2 separate regions of the Mus musculus genome follow, and region 2 is linked to region 1. Evidence: chromatin contacts called from public HiChIP or PLAC-seq data. All regions are on one chromosome and are shown on one strand. The core of a region is the stretch at or near the end of the contact, and the rest is flanking DNA. Distances in the headings are between cores, read along the strand shown.

Evidence for each region. HiChIP or PLAC-seq counts read pairs in DNA pulled down with a chosen protein or histone mark.
Region 2: a contact with region 1 is called in an H3K4me3 HiChIP or PLAC-seq map of the 230-238 cell line, with 28 read pairs. The contact joins the enhancer-like site here to the promoter of Ndufb2 in region 1. A contact is called at or near these places in 3 of 39 promoter capture datasets (cranial neural crest, embryonic stem cells and macrophages), 1 of 15 datasets of contacts at CTCF or cohesin (CD8 T cells), 5 of 115 datasets of contacts at active chromatin or transcription factors (the 230-238 cell line, the SCID.adh cell line and embryonic stem cells) and 2 of 9 other capture datasets (adipose tissue and pancreatic islet).

The regions. Positions count from the first base shown.
Region 1 is chr6:39,589,585-39,594,796 of GRCm38.p6, reverse strand. It overlaps Ndufb2 (NADH:ubiquinone oxidoreductase subunit B2), which reads right to left and starts at 2,232. Exons shown (of 4, transcript NM_001358797.1): 1 at 2,085-2,232. The coding sequence starts at 2,182.
Region 2 is chr6:39,624,634-39,629,845 of GRCm38.p6, reverse strand. It overlaps Braf (Braf transforming gene), which reads left to right. Exons shown (of 22, transcript NM_139294.5): 17 at 1,191-1,237; 18 at 2,006-2,124. All of the region lies in intron 1 of Gm34389 (a long non-coding RNA gene), which reads right to left. Among named protein-coding and RNA genes, the nearest start is that of Gm34389, 11 kb to the right of the region's middle. Within about 2 kb of position 3,020, at least 10 of the 459 cell types and tissues checked have an H3K27ac peak or open chromatin away from gene starts, as enhancers often do. A contact at or near this core is called in the 230-238 cell line and CD8 T cells, where this site is marked.

The DNA.
Region 1 (5,212 bases), core at 983-3,482:
TGTGTAAGTGTTTGCCCAGCTGATAGCATGTCCAGTTGGAAGGCTCTGAATGAGATCTTAGTTATCGATGGTGTGAGAGGTGATTTTTAACGAGGCAACCTCGCCATGTGGCCCAGGCTGTCCTTGAATTCACTATTTAGCCCAAGTTGGCCAGGGACTCATCATCCTTCTGCCTCTGCCTCCTGCACGCTGAGATTAAAGGAATGCCATCACCATGCTCTAGTCCTTTATAGACAGGATCTCCCTGTGTAGGCCAGGCTGGCCTCAAACTCCTGGTCCTCTGACAAGGCCTCCCCACAGCATGTTCACCTGTTCCTTTTAGCCATTCTGTCAGCTGTCATTGCTTCACAACTTAAAGAACATAGCAGAGCCGCTTCTGTAATTCCCTTGTTTGCCAACTGTATTTAACAGTTATTACCCAAGATCTACCTGTGCAGCCAGACCATAGTGGCACACACCTTTAATCCCAGGACTCTGGAAGCAGAGGCAGGCAGATCTCTGCGAGTTTGAAGACAGCCTGATCTACAAAGTGAGCTCCAGGGTAGTCAGGGGTACACAGAGAAACCCTGTCCCCAAAAGGGGTGGGGGGAGGAAAGGAGGAAGGCAAAATCTCAATAAACACTTGTGTGTCATGCTTCAGCCAGACTAAGTGCACTGTGGCAATCTAGATACCCTGAGGGGTCTCCCAATTAAAATAAACATGATGCTAAAATGAAATAAATAAAAGGTCCTTTTTCAAGTATCAGTAACTGGGGGGCTGGTGAGATGGCTCAGTGGGTAAGAGCACCCGACTGCTCTTCCGAAGGTCCAGAGTTCAAATCCCAGCAACCACATGGTGGCTCACAACCATCCGTACACGAGATCTGACTCCCTCTTCTGAAGTGTCTGAAGACAGCTACAATGTACTTTCATATAATAAATAAATAAATCTTAAAAAAAAAAAAAAAAGTATCAGTAACTGAGCACAAATGCCTGGGAAGCCAGTACTGAAGCTGGCATTCACAGGGATCCCACTCTGACGACTCAGAGACCCAAGACAAGTGGTCTATCATTAGACTCCTGAATCAAGCTGTAGCCCCATAATGAAAGGGCGAAAAGTAATAATAAATCAACGAGAAGGAAACTGAAACTTAGTTACCAGAAGCCAAACTTCAGGTAAGTTTCCACCTGAACTATTGCTGGGTTGGACCTTTTGTGGCCCAAAAACCCAAACCAAGGGCTGGGAACTTAGATGAATAGTGGAACCCTTCTTCCCCCGTTGGAGGTAAGGGAAATCCAAGCTAAGTAGTGAAACTGGACGGGAAGCATCCCCAAAACGGTATGAAGATCTTAAAAGAAATCTCGGTGGACAAAACCTGCCAGGTTATATGCGAGCGAGAGAGAGACAGAGACAGAGAGACAGAGACAGACAGAGACTGAGAGACAGATCAATACAACAAAATAAAGCTATAAGTATTACAAATCTCGGGTGGAGAGAAGGCAAAATGAGTAAGACACAGCATCCAATCTAGGATTTAAAGTGCCAAATCTAAACACTGACTTGGGGGCGCACGCCTTTAATCCCAGCACTCCGAAAGCAGAGACAGGAGGATCACTAATGAGTTCCAGGTCAGTCGAGGCTACACAGTGAGGCTCAAAAAAAGTGCCAAATTTTAATCGTAAAAATGTACCTAATGGTGAAAAGAACAGACTATACTACCTTACTGACTCAAGGTCTCCGTGTCTGCCCTGCCTGGACCCGTCTTGTCTCTGAGCCCATCTCCACCCGTCTCCATGCGCTCGGGACCTCCACTAGCCAGCTGCTTGGAAGGCTCAGTCCGGGAGACTGTGCGGGACTGGATTCTTATCACTCGGGTCTTAGTTAACGCCTCTCTCCCGCAACCCTGCGCCATCCCTTCACCTCTAGCCCACCAAGCCGACTAAAAGGCCAGTCTCGGTCCAGGCAAAACTACAAGACCCAGCATGCCTCGGGCGGCAGCGGAGTTTCACGCACCCTCCCGGGCGACTGCTTCAAGGTGACAGCGTCCGGATGGCAGCGCTGCCTGTTCAAGCCGGCCGAACCCTCGCCCCCGCCCGACACTCACTGACGGACTCCACTGTCTCCAGCCGCCCGCGCGCGGCAGCCCCGGAGCAGGCGGCCTCCGACGCGGCCGAAAGGTACCAGACGGGTGAGCGCAGACATACTAGCAAGACTGCAGTTCCCACCCCTGATGCGTCACTTCCCCGAGTCCCGGCCCGTGACGTCACTGCGTCGCACTGCGTCTCTACCCGGGCTGATGGTAGGCCACAGGGGACAAGTTCAAGCCATTGGCGGACCTTAGAGGCTCCAGGTTAACGGGCAGATAGGTCGTCCTTCAGGAGGAGCCCTGGCTGCCTCGTGGCACAGCCTGGCAAGGTGCTCTTGGCTGACCTTACTGCTGCTCCCTGCTTTGGCTCATATAGACGGTGCTTTCATGCATGTTCTTGCCACTGTGGGCCCTTGTTAAAGGCCTAAGCCCTTTCTGAACCACGCAATGTTTATTTTATAACATCGCAATGTTTATTTTATAGCATCGTTGTTTCAGCATTGTTCTGAATGACTAATCAGCCAGGGTGTTAAATTTCAGAACCTGGACTGGTGGCACGGGAATCACCTGAGGAACCCAACCCGGCACACTCGGAATAAGTCGGCCAGGAACATGGGGGAAAGTTCCTAACGCCTCGAGCCTTAGCCAATTCGAGGTTTTTTGGCATTTCCTCTTGTTATTAATGTAATAAGCAAGCAGAAAAATAAGGACATGAGGGCAGTCCAGTTAAGATGCAACACCAAGATGGCAACAAATCGAGACCTGACTTCAGCCGTAGAAATGTACTCGCAGTGGGAGCTGTAACACAAATAGATGCACGTAGACGCGCAGATGCGCTCAGTCTCCGGCCATTAGTGGGGAGGGAATATGAATTTTCAAGCTCATCCTCATAAAACAAGACATACATATCTGTTCCGAGTTACTAGGTCTATAGGATAGCCTACTGTCATCTTTCCAGAAAAACTAATTTTTTCACTCACTTCAGATTTCCTTCAAGAAACAAAGGCTCCACTGGCTATTAAAATAGTCCGCCTTCCTCGGCCTGCTTTTTTCTCTCAGTATTGCCTCTGTTGAAATCTGGATAGACTCCAAACCTAAGACTACTCCTAACCCCAAGAGGTTGTGAGAAACGGACTTTTTTCTATAAACAGTAGCTAGCACACCAACAGTCAATACTCTAATAATCTCCACCTTGTAAAATTATTCAAGTATTTTAATCATCTGGAAAACCTGTTTACACAAAGGCCTTCCATTCTGACGACAAGAGCTATGGACCCCTTCCTTCCCTCCTTCCTTTGCATCTATTAGGAACTATCCAACCATGGCAGAGTCTGAGGTCGCACTCTACCAATAGGATGAGACACAGTCATCACCTGTATTAGAATAACAACTGAACTTCCCGCCCTAGTGTGCTTGCAAGGCCACTGTAAGTTATGGCACATTTTACCAAAAGAAAAATTAATAATAATAATAATAATATGTTGCTTTGCAGGATTACTTTCGCTATGATCTAGTGGGTAGGGGTGTGTGTGATACCAAGAATATTGATTCCAACAAGGTCTTCCCTGGTACATTATGGTTTGGGTTGGTTGATTTGAAGAACATGCAGTTTTAGGTTATAACATTAGTGTACCAACATCACATATTAGAAATTTGCTATGATGTTTCATATTCAAGAGTCAAGTACTCATCAAGGCCAGACTTGAATTTAGTGACTTGGAAGCATCAAATATGACTGATAATTTGCCTTCTGTGCCCATATGTGGGCCTCTTTGCCCTTTTATGTAACAGGAAACCTGTCCTAGGAGTCAAACCCAAGGGAGACCTTGAGTGTTGTTATGTGTGGGCTCACATGTACCATGGCATAAATGTGGTGATCAGAGCACAGTCAATCAAGAGATTATTCTCTTCTTCTGCCATCTGAGATCCAGGCTTCCATTATTTTATTTGTGTGTGTGTGTGTGTGTGTGTGTTGCCACTGCATCCACGCAGTCAGAGGAAATCTGCAGGAATTGGTTCTCCTTTGTCATGCAGGTCCCATGAACTCAGACCAGAAGGTGTGGCCGAACACACCTCTATTCTTGGAACCTGCTAAGCTACTTCACTGGCTTTACTAAATAGGAATCTTTTTCTTTAGCTCCTCAAAGCTTTTAAAGACAATAGCCCCTCCATTTTCTAAACCTGACTCCATCCCACCAACTTTTGGCTCCCAAATACTGACTTTTGACTGGCAAACTGTGTCTGCTAAATACAAGCCTTGGGTTAAACCTGAACCTGTAGAATTCTATGGATGGAAGTTGACTTTCCAGTTTATAGTCAATGGCATGGTTTTCTCTGAGCTACTGTCCACCACTCTTTTTAACAACTCGTACAAACCACTAAGAGAGACAGATCGTGAATGGAAAGCTCACGTCTCAAACTACATAGCTGTCTAGCTCCAGGCAAGACCACAGAACAAACACAGCTTATATTTCTAAGAGGCCATAAAGGACCCGTGAGATGTTCCATGTGTAAACAGGTTGGCCATGCATACCTAATAACCTGGGTTGTTACAGGATATTTGAACCTATTTCTAGTTGTGGTGTGGATCAGCCCTTAGGACACACATTTAATCCTTCTGGTTGGAATATAGACACACCCTTAGTACTCGCTTTTAATCCCAAACAATGAAGGTAAAGTTAGCTTGTAGAAGGAAGCACCCATGTTTGAAAGTGATGTCTAGCCGGGCATGGTGGCACACGCCTTTAGTCCCAGCACTCGGGAGGCAGGCAGATTTCTGAGTTCGAGGCCAGCCTGGTCTACAAAGTGAGTTCCAGGACAGCCAGGTCTATACAGAGAAACCCTGTCTTGAAAAACCAAAAAAAAAAAAAAAAAAGAAAAAAAAAGTGATGTCTAATTGAGTGGCAGACAAAGTGATGAATCACAGAAAGATTTGACAGAATAGAGGATGACCAACTCTCACAAGAGAGAGGGAAGGGGAGCTACTGAAGGGAGAGGCAGTGCAGGAATACAGGAGAGTTGAGAGAGTAGAGCAGCACAGAGAGGGAAGAGGCAGTTTACTGGGAGACTTTTACAGAGACAGATTAAAGAGAGAACAAGCTAAATACAGGTAAAGACAGAACGAGCAAGAGAATGAGAAGGAACCA
Region 2 (5,212 bases), core at 1,771-4,270, 34 kb before region 1:
AGTGACAATAAGGGATGAAAGGGGTTTACTGTGGATACAGTAATTTAAAATGACATTTTTGTTCAAAATAGTTGCAGATCTTGCTGTCTGGCTGGAAGAATGAGGATGTTTTATAAAGATAGGAAGGTGTGAACAGTCTGAACTATTTATAATTCTCAGCTTTAATAGTGCTCATGATATGACTTTGCTTTTATATTCTGATTTTAAGTCAGAATTCAAGGTGGTCACTGTTAGATTTCCGAAGTCCTTGCACCTATTGTAGTTGACTTGGCAGCTATGTATTGAATACTTCACACCTGCTAGGCAGTGTTCCATGCATTGGAAATAAGTAGAAATTAAGTCTAAAACTAAAGTAGTTTTTAGGATAATTTAGGATAACTGACTTGTCGTTGACAATAATATAATGTTGGCAGATCATGCTGGTACATCCAGTTAGTCCCACACTTAGGAGACAGAGGCAGGCAGATCTCTGTGAGTTCACTGCCAGCCTGGTCTATGCAGTGAGTTCCAGGACATCCAGTGCTACCTAGTGAGACCATATCTCAAAAAAGCCATCATCGTCATCTTAATAGTAATATGTTGTTATAAGAAAAATTCTTCCTTACTAGTACTAAGTTTTAAGAATATATCATGCTTTGACTTTCATAGTCTAAGGGAGTTTGTATTCTAAATGGAAAGCAAGCATGGCACATGAAAAACAAAGCAGACAAGGATCCAACTGTTGCATTGATTACTCCAGAATTGAATAGGGAATGATTACTTTGTATTAGGTTCCTTGTGAGAAAAGAATGTTTGTTCGTTTTAGAGTATGAATAGGTGGAAAATAGAAGGGACGCTGATTTGGGGACGGGCGGCTGGGAGAGGAATCTTGAAAGAGGTAGGATCAAATATCAAGGTGTATTTCAAGAACATGAATAAACAGACTTGACTGAGTGAAAGGTTTGTATTTGTAACTAGTAAAAGATAAAGCAGAGTTCTATACAACAGAATTTGGGCTGTATATAATAGTGATATGTTTATATAATCCTAAAATTACTGTCAATTAATATGTGAATGGTTTATCACAACATATCAATTTCAGTTGTTTCATTATTCTAAATATGTCTGTACACTACTAATTATGTTCTGTAGATTTTGAGGCCGGAGTCCTACTCAGTCCTACTCAGGTTAAATGATGTTTTGTTTTTCAGTTACTTACACGCCAAGTCAATCATCCACAGAGACCTCAAGAGTAATAGTATCCTTCCTGAAATTGGTCTGCGAAGTCTGAACCACCCTGACTCTTTCCTCTACATTTTCTCTTCCTGTTATGTAAAACTAGTTTTGTGCTACGTTTCATATGCTATAAAGAAAATGAACCAATTTGCATGAGAGTATAATAGAGTAGGATTCAGCCTGATGGGGTTTCTGCATGGCTGGGCGCTGTAGGAAAGCCTGTCACGGGTCTTTATCATAGTAGGGCTTGCTGTCTTGCTTGCTTAGATCCTATGTGCCCTATAAAGTGAGTATTTTTGTGGCAACTGCTTTAGCTCATCTAACTGGCTTAGTAGTAGATGAGATTTGAAACCTAAGAAAATTATTTAACAGACATGAAGAAACGATTTTTCTTTTTGTGTCTCAGTCCACGGAGCTCCTTTCTGACATCACTGTATTCTCATAAAGAGCCTGGGCCGCTTTCCCAGCAGAGTTAAAGTGTATCTGGGCCAAATCAAATTAGAACGTCCCCAGGTCCCCCATAGGCTTGGAAGTATCTTAACCTTATGCTCACATACTTCAGGCCTGGGACAGCTTAAAAGTAGGTCGTGTAAGCTAAATAGAACAAAGGTCTTGCTCAAAACATATTTGTTGACTTTCAGAGGACATACGAATCTCTGTATTTTAAAAAGAAAATATAGTACTATAGAGTTATGGAAAGTAATTCTTTTACCTGAAATCTTCAAAATGCTTTCTCTAATAGGAAAATGCAATCTGTTTTTTTTTTTTTCCTTTACTTACTGCACCTCAGATATATTTCTTCATGAAGACCTCACGGTAAAAATAGGTGACTTTGGTCTAGCCACAGTGAAATCTCGGTGGAGTGGGTCCCATCAGTTTGAACAGTTGTCTGGATCTATTTTGTGGATGGTAAGAATTGAGGAGGTATCTCAGTTGGTCACATTCTTCAGTCCTAAACTAGTGACTGCTTACGAGAAATACACTGAAGGGCTTAACTACAGTACTTTCACAGTTCCCACTACTCACAGGAATAACATTGTAAGCCAGGCATAATTGCACATGCCTTTAATCCCAGCACTTAGAAAGCTGAACAACTGGATAGACCTCTATTAGTTTGAAGCCAGCCTGTCTATATAGTTCCAGAACAGCCAGAGCTACAAAGTGAGACTTTGTCTCTTATTTTTTGTGTAAATGGTCTTTTTTCTTCTCTTTAAAAAAACTTATTGCAAAACCAGTTTCAGTATATTTAAACAATATATATCATAAATTGTTTGAGTGTTATTAAAAATTATTTTAAAATACTTTGCTGGGCTTAGTAGTGCACACCTTTAGTCCCAACACTCAGAAGGTAGAAGCAGAAATGTAAATGAGCTAAATACCTAATAAAAAATGGAAAGAAAAAAAAAAAAAGAAGGTAGAAGCAGGTATAACTCTGTGACAAGAACAGCCAGAGTTAGGTGACACCCTGTCTAAAAACAAAAAAAAAACCAAAAATTTATGTTCAAATGGTCTGTGTATCTTGCTCTTTTTTTTTTTAAGTTTTGCAAACTTATTCAGAGAGAGAGAGAGAATGAGAATATGCTATTCATAACAGAAAGACTCGCTCACACTTTTATTTGAGCCAAAATTGGAAATAGACCTTCCTCACACTAGAAAGAACTTCATAATTATGGGCCAATTGGAAGAGGAAAGACAAAAGAAAAGGAGGATATTTTTAGTCATCCTGTGCTCTCTGCACAGATCTGTCTCCTTTCTGCTTTGTAGAAGAAAGTTGAAAAGATGAGAACACAGTCTCTGCAGCAGACTGTTGAAGAGTTATTTCTAGGAATCCTGCTGTGAACCCACAGTGGTTTCATGTGACCTTTCAGAGGGTCCCTAGGTCTTTCCTTTATGAAAGCAGTTTTCTTCCTGTCCTTCAGTCAGAACGACACACTGCAGCTGGTTGAATGGAAAAACAAATACAAGATTCCAAGCCTATTGCAGTTAAAACAGAGGAGAGAGAGTTGTGGCTCTGTTGTTACTGAACTTTGTATTAAGAGTAGGTATTCTCTGCTTGCTTAATATTTAAATGAATTAGTAAATAATAGTCAGTTGAGTTTTGATATCTTAAATATTCACAGAGGTAGTCCATATAGACAAACACTGTATGATCTTCAATTATATTTGAATAAAAACAATCCTGAGTCCAATGAGTTTTGAAATATCAGCTCTGAGCCAAATACAGGTGGGGTTTTTTTTTAATATTTATTTATCTAACTTTATTTATTTATTATAAGTTAAGTACACTGTAGTCTGTCTTCAGACACTCCAGAAGAGTGCATCAAATTTCGTTACGGATGGTTGTGAGCCACCATGTGGTTGCTGGGATTTGAACTCAGGACCTTTGGAAGAGCATTCGGTGCTCTTAATCACTGAGCCATCTCACCAGCCCAATACAGGTGTTTTAAACATCTTTGTACAGTTGGGTTACCCTACTAGAAACAGAAAAGTTAGAAGGGCTTTCAAGCCCATATTTGTCTAAATACCCAGAAAGATATGTAGCAGTCTCCAAAAAGCAGATTCTCCAAATAGTAAGGATAGATTATGATTTCTGGGATCAGGGATGAAGTTGGCGCAAGTGGCAAAGTGGGAGGAGAGAAGAAGCTGCCTTTCAGAGGTGGGAGGGAGAACTGCCCTCTGGCCATTAACTTCAAAGTTTCCTGGGCTTCCTTGAGTCCCTTCATCTGAAATGTTAGGTCAGACCAAAGGATGACGAGACCCTTTCTTAGATTCTACATTATAGTTAGCTAAGTTTCCTTTTTAAATCCTTTCATTATACATTTAACTGTTTTAATTAGTTAGAAGAGACTACTTGGTTGTAATCTGGCTTTCAGGAACCTTTTAGGCACATAATTCTAACAAAGATCGTAGTGTGTCCCAGGGAGATGACCTTTTTTGGTTCTGAAATTATAGAGACAAAAATGTAAGGCAGATCATTCACATGCTTTAACAACAGTACAGAAGTTGGTCTAGGTTCAGTCTCTAGGTTTGTTCTTTTTCAAAAGTCATAGTTTATATAGTCAGTAGAGTATTATTCCCTTCTGATCATGTTTTGTTGATACCCTGGGTCAATGAGTTAATCTTTTATTCAGTCATGCTGAAGGTTTTTTAAGAGAACAAAAATAGCCAGCCTATAATGCACTTAATTGTTGAACAAATCTTTCAGGTTGATAACTGCCTTCAGAAAACAATATGGGGAGCTGTAAGAGATTGCTCTGTTGTTAAGAATTCTCTGGCTGATGTTTCAAAAGACTTGCTTTTAGTTCTCAGCACCCAGTGACAACTCCCAAGTGTCTGTAAACTCCAGTTCCAAGGAATCTGAAGCCTTCTTCTGGCCTCCCTAGTGCACAGACAGAACATCATACACATAAAAATTAAAATAAATAGACTGGTTGGGGTAGCACATGCCTTTAGTCCTAGAGGCAGGTGGACCTCTGTGAGTTCCAAGACAGCCAGAGCTACATAGTGAAACCCTGTCAAGTCTTTGAGAGTGTGGAATATTCATAACTTGAAAAGATAATTTGGTCATAAACCAGTTTATGTGGCTCTCTGAATTATTTACAGTAGTCTTTTCTACTTTCATTTATATCTTAAAAGAGAAATACATTTATGTGACAATTTTAATAAATTAACAAATTGATCATCTGGCACACATTTAAGTAGATGGCATGCAACTGTCTAGCCATCTATCAGCAGTGAAAGCAAACTAAATTTTAAAAGACAGTTCTTCAACTGATCTAAATTCTATCCCCTCCAAAAAAATTACTTGTTTATCTTATCATGGTTGTGAGTGGTTTGTTTTATAGCATATCACTAAAATAACACCTGCCAACAAAATTCATAAGAAAAACAAGTGGAGAAGACATTTTCCTCCTCCACTGCTGTCCTTTTCATCTCTTCGGATTTCCCACAGGTCTTCCATCAGTGTTTCTTAACTTTGGGCAGACAGCAGAATCAT